2 separate regions of the Oryzias latipes genome follow, and region 2 is linked to region 1. The links are chromatin contacts, called in public Hi-C maps. All regions are on one chromosome and are shown on one strand. Each heading gives the region's core, a stretch centred on a gene start, on an enhancer-like site or on the middle of the called end of the contact. The rest is flanking DNA. Distances are from core to core; before and after follow the strand shown.

The links. Hi-C and Micro-C count contacts between places; a contact is called where the count stands out from the background.
Region 2: a Hi-C map of embryo shows a contact between it and region 1, with 2.2 times the contacts expected there. The contact joins the promoter of LOC105356680 here to the enhancer-like site in region 1. A contact is called at or near these places in 5 of 5 Hi-C or Micro-C datasets (embryo, fibroblasts and gastrula embryo).

What each region holds. Positions count from the first base shown.
Region 1 is chr20:14,951,422-14,954,214 of ASM223467v1, reverse strand. It overlaps myrip (rab effector MyRIP), which reads left to right. Exons shown (of 18, transcript XM_011488854.3): 11 at 471-620; 12 at 739-1,440; 13 at 1,615-1,677. Among protein-coding and RNA genes, the nearest start is that of LOC110017283, 8.1 kb to the left of the region's middle. Within about 2 kb of position 1,399, at least 1 of the 8 cell types and tissues checked has an H3K27ac peak or open chromatin away from gene starts, as enhancers often do. A contact at or near this core is called in embryo, where this site is marked.
Region 2 is chr20:15,086,479-15,089,178 of ASM223467v1, reverse strand. It overlaps LOC105356680 (sperm-associated antigen 16 protein-like), which reads left to right and starts at 1,334. Exons shown (of 1, transcript XM_011488857.2): 1 at 1,334-2,175. The coding sequence starts at 1,369. The coding sequence ends at 2,106. ndufb4 (NADH dehydrogenase [ubiquinone] 1 beta subcomplex subunit 4) reads right to left here and starts at 1,304. Exons shown (of 3, transcript XM_004081011.4): 1 at 1,083-1,304. The coding sequence starts at 1,259.

The DNA.
Region 1 (2,793 bases), core at 150-2,649:
ATAGTTTCTGAACTCAAATATAAGGAATTCATTTCTGTTTGTAAGTTTCTTGTAGAAATCACAAATTATTTTTTTTCCAAAAAATGCCTTGTTTCCAATTGTCATAAATGTTTACCCATTTGACAACTCCCTCTTTGAAAGCTTTAACAAGTCATAACTATCCAAAACGCCTTTATTTTAGAAGTATTTATGAGTTAAATGTTTTTTACTTTTAGTTATCTATTATAAGTACAAGGACAGAGAAAGGATCAAAATAAGACATCAAGTGAAACTTTCTGCACTTCTTTGTAGTTCTTTAATAAATAAAAATTCACATACCCTCATGATTACCCCTCCTCCATGCTTGACTTTTGTCATGTGTTTATACCAAAGACAGTATTCATATGACAGCCTTAATGTTTACCTTGGAAATGCTCCAAAAATGATGAAACACTCTGACATGACCAGATGTACTCACCTGCTTTTTCCAGGTAATAGGGGACAGCAGTGATGGAGAGGAGAAGCAGTCTGATCCTAAAAGAAGATCCCGGCGACGAAGGAAGAGCAGAAGGGAGTCCTCAACAGAACGGGGCCGTCCTGGATCCCAGAGCCACACACAGTCCATCTACCCACTAGCACAGGTAAAATATCCAGTTCCTAGTTCACAAATTATTCTAAATAATTCTTATTTGATATGCCCAGCAATAGAGGCTTTTGCCCTTTTGATTTTATCTGTGTTCATTTGACTTCACACTACAGGAGAACAGTGGTATCCTACTCAATGCCTTGCTAAAGAGAGGACTTAGTGAGGAACATTCGGTAATCGGCAGCGGACCAATTGCTGCTGCCGCCCCAGACACCCTGATTTTTCAGACTGCGACACCTCAACTGGAGGATTTAGACACAGCACTTTCAAACTCATCTGACCCCAACTGTCCCCAACTCCACTCTTTGGCTCAAGGGTCACAGCTCTCTAACCCTGGATCTGCAGATGTGCTGGAAGAGAAACTACAGTCCAGACTCTGTCAGCTAGTCAGCAACAGCAAAGGCGACGATGATTGCGTGAGGTGGTCTGTGGACAAACAGATGGATGCCGAAAGTCACCAATCAAGGCCGAAGGACACAGAGAGACACAGGCATCGGGAAAGTGAGAAGAGAGAAAAAGGAAGTGAGACCAAGGAGCAGGTAAATGGCAAAAAAAGTGTAAAGCAAGTAAAGAGTCCTTCATTGCAAGAGGAGGAAGGAGCGTGGAAGAGGCAGTTAGAGAAAGGAGGACACAGTTTAGAGGAGAAAGTATCAGAGCAGGACCAGAGGAGAGAGGAGAAAAGGCTAAGTAAGAGGCAACATAGTAGAGATGCAGAGAAGGAAGGGGGACAAATAATTGGCGCCAGAAGTGGATCCAGTGTGAGCTCACCTGCTGTGACACCTTCTTCCCAGGAGGGGGAGCTATCAAACAACCAGGTAAGGACACCCTTTTCCTTACTGTTTTTGTTTCTATTTTATCCCTAAACCAACATTTACCCATCCCACCTGTCTCCTGTTCTGTACAGTTTCTATGTGCTTTGTTTAGTCCTGTGTGTGTTTCTTATTGTGTGCATTCCAGTATGCATGTTTGTGTGTTTCTGTTTAAATCAGGTGGAACAAAATTACTTGGAAAAAGAGCAGAAGTACCGGTTTCTCTCTTCTTACTCACAACAGGTGAGGTTGTTTTGTAACTATAAGAACACACATTTTGAATATTTAAAAATAAAAAGTAATGCTGCAGAAAAATAACAAAGAGGGACCCCAAAAAAGAAAAATATTTTATATAAAGGTTTGAATAACTTTACGTTGGTTTTCCTGCTTGGGTTGGGGCATTTGTGAAGTCATTTGACAAAAGATTTGAAAAAATGTTTCCTTTTTTTATAAACAATAAACTCCAAAAAGGCCAAAAACAACATAGCTGCAGGTGCTGTAATACTTTATGTCAAGAACAGCCATAATTCCTCCTAAACAGAAAAAAACAGCATCCGTGATTCTGTTACTTCTGCAGGGAGAGACTAACACATAACAGTGCAACTGGCCAAAGGCACTGTGAACTAAAAAAGCAAACACAGTTAAAACTAAACTTATTTTTAAGTGTCTCATGAACATAATAATTGATTTTAAAATGCCTGTCAAAAACAGCAAATGAGGCATTTTTGTACGAACTGTGATCACCTAGTTTGAAGCGTCTGGATTAGGTGCAACTTTTCTCCCTATGAATCATTTCTATGAGACACACAACGCCACAGAGTCAGGTTCACAGACAAACAAACATCTGTGGAGGAAACGTCACAATTTTCATTTGCTCTCACGGGTGACGTCTTCTCGTCTGCTCTTAAAATGTGAGTTTTTTTTTATTTTATCTTTTCAAATTCATCAGGCGGAAAAACAGCGTGACAAGTTGTGTCCTTCTGGTTTTGATGCAGGTTGTCTTCACACCTGATAAGCACCATTTCAAAGGGCATCAGTATATGGGATCTTTATAAACAAAAATTCTGGAAGGGGAAAAAAATCCTGCGGCTCTTTCTACTTTTGAAAAAAATCTGCTAAATGCTTTCATCTTTCAAGGTTTTATTTTCTGGACCTGCTTTAAGCCAAAAACCCTCAGTTTTTGCAGGACATGTAGTTATATACAGTTACTTCGATGTGGGACTCATCATTTATCTCTTTTTAACATTTCATTATAATTTCTGAAAATTACTTTTGTTTTTGGAAATGTTTCCTTTTATTTTCTTTCCCTTTTTTTGTGTTTTAGTTTCTGGAATTTTTTTTGACTTCTGAAATGTTATG
Region 2 (2,700 bases), core at 85-2,584, 140 kb before region 1:
AAAAGTGTGCGGCTGGATAGCTCCGATATGAGTCGTCGTTTTTGTTGCAACGATAATGCTGGGTTGCTGGTATGAGGGGCTGTAGGCTAGCAAGAGAGAGTGTAAACAAAGGGAGGATGGGAAATGAGCGCAGGCGTACTCCGCCAACAATTACGCCCACAATTCTGAAGCATATTTTTAATGAAATACTGCCGCTCTGCAGAAACTATATCCTAGAAAACGACTGTTTTTTTTTAAAATTTAAAATAAAACAGAATAATCATAGTAAAAAAAACCAACAAGTAACACTTTTACAACAGATCAAAATATCATTGAGTGGAAATTTAAAACTAAACTACCGGTAGTTTGATCTATCTTTGGTTTTGACAAGCATTCCTTTAACTTATTTTTAAAACAAAAATATGAAAAGCGTGAATTCGTGTCCTAAATCAGTGCGAAAAGACGGCCCCTACTTTAAATTTTAAATCTCCTTAAAGTACAAAAGACGGCAAATAAAAAAAATAGCGAACACAATTGGAAAATCTAAAAAACCGGATACTCTCTGACTGTTCACTCACGCAACAGAAAAGAGATCAACAAAAAATAATGGTCACATTTTAAAAGAATTGATTTGATGTTTTGACAAATAAGCCCATTTACAAAAAGGAAAATCGCCATCATATAAAATACACAATCAAAAAAAAACAAAAAACAAAACAAAACTAAAGTTCTGTTTCTTTCAAAGTTGGCACATAACACCAAGCACAGACCATAATATAATGATATAATAAAATGCAATCCTTGCATCTACCTTTAAAATCGTCTTAAAAGGTTTTACCTTAATAAAGCAAATAATTATGTTATAATTTCTGAATCAAAGACTGTAGCTTGCTAGCTAGCTGTGTCAGTTGTTACATTAGTATAGCATTGACACAACACTTATACATGGCAGCCACAAAAATACAAGCTAAAATACAAACCATAACAGTAGTTTATTTTTTAAAACTAGACTTTTTTGCATGTTTTCTTCCTGTTCTATACTAAATTGAAAATGTTAGCATGCTAACGGGTTCCTCGGCCCTCCTCAGGGTGACTTTACTTACAACCAGCTCCTTCCGGTGCGGGTTGTTCAGCTGCACCTGATACTGCCTCTTCAGGTTCGCTCGAACCGCAGCCCTGGCTTCCTCTGCGCGCCGGTGCTCCGGTGACAAGTTGAAATATTCGTTTGGGTCCAATGTTTTTGGCAAAGAGGCCAAGGGCGCCGCTTTGTAATCCGCCATGATTGTTGGTGACGGAAAAACTGCAGATGGCTGATCTCGAAAAATCTCGCGTTGATTCGTTAGCAGTTACCGTGGCAACGTGAAGCGTTCTCAAGCAAGATCGCGGAAAATGAGCGCTGCGGACAACAACATCGAAAAGGAACCGGAAATTTTAGTCTCGGAAGAATACTTAAAATGTGAAGTTTCTGTTGATGACGAGTGTACCTTCACAGAAGAGGAAGATGATCTGGAGGAGACTGTAAACGCCGTCCAGGGGCATTCAGGAGCCACTGCTGGAGCCATTTCAGTCACCTCCTCCAACACGCCCAAATCACCACCTGTGGTCGATTTTGTGCGAAACTTTCTTTTCAACGCAGGAATGTCAGACACTCTTCACTGTTTTCAAACGGAGTGGTATGAGATGATACAGAAACGGCTTGTGGATGAAGATCGGGTCGATCTAGTTCCGGACGTTTACTTCCAAAACCAGCGTCTGGAGAGCGAGCTGGAGAGCGCCCGGTTGGAGACGGAGGAGTCCAGGCGGACAGCCTCTGCAGCAGCTGGGGCCCTGGAGAGGCTCCAGAGAGCCGCAGACGTGGAAAGACTGCGGCTGAAACGCCTGATCCAAGAGAACAAAATACTCAGTGAAGAGTGCAGAAAACTCCGGATGAAATGTGAAAAACTCCAACCCACAGTGCAGCAGAGGATGAATGAAAAGCATCTGGCTGCTCGGAAGGAGCTCTTATGGGTGACTGCAGAGAAAGACAAAAGTATCTTGCAGCCACAAGTAGCCCAACAAAGGTCTTCCTCTGCGGAGTCAAACAAGACAAACCCACGAAGTGGAGTCAGCAAAGCTGCCCACATTTAGGCCTCTATATGCTCCTCTTTCTAAAGCATTCAGGCTGGATCACGAATAAAATCACTGTAAAAGAATGAATGCATAAGAGTGAATGTTTTTGTGCATGCAAATGAACATAATTTGAGTTCCAGTTATAGATGAATTTGTCAATTGTTGCATCACTATAGACGTTCACCTCATGCAGCCACTAGAGGGCAGTGTCCAACCAGTTGTTACTGTCCTGCACGTTGACGGATGTCTGGTAAAGATCCTCTTCAATGAAAATCGTTTTTTTTTTGTGTTTTTAACATGTTCTTGTGGCATTTTCCTCATGGCGGAGAACACATTTAAAGAAAATTAAGCTTAATTTGCATTTCTGAGTATTTCTTTATTCACATTGCTGGGAATCAGGGGCAGATGGGCAAGAAAAAAAAAAAAAAAAAAAAAACACTTGGAAAAAGCCTGTAGCCCTGACATGGGTGCTGCAGTCGGGAGCCTCACGCTCCCTGCTCCGCTCCGTTCAGTGACTTGCAGACAAATTGATCCATATACATCTTGGTTTTCCTTGACCAAGATGGCATCTGGCTCAAAATTGTACGGCTGGATAGTTCAATTATTGCCCGC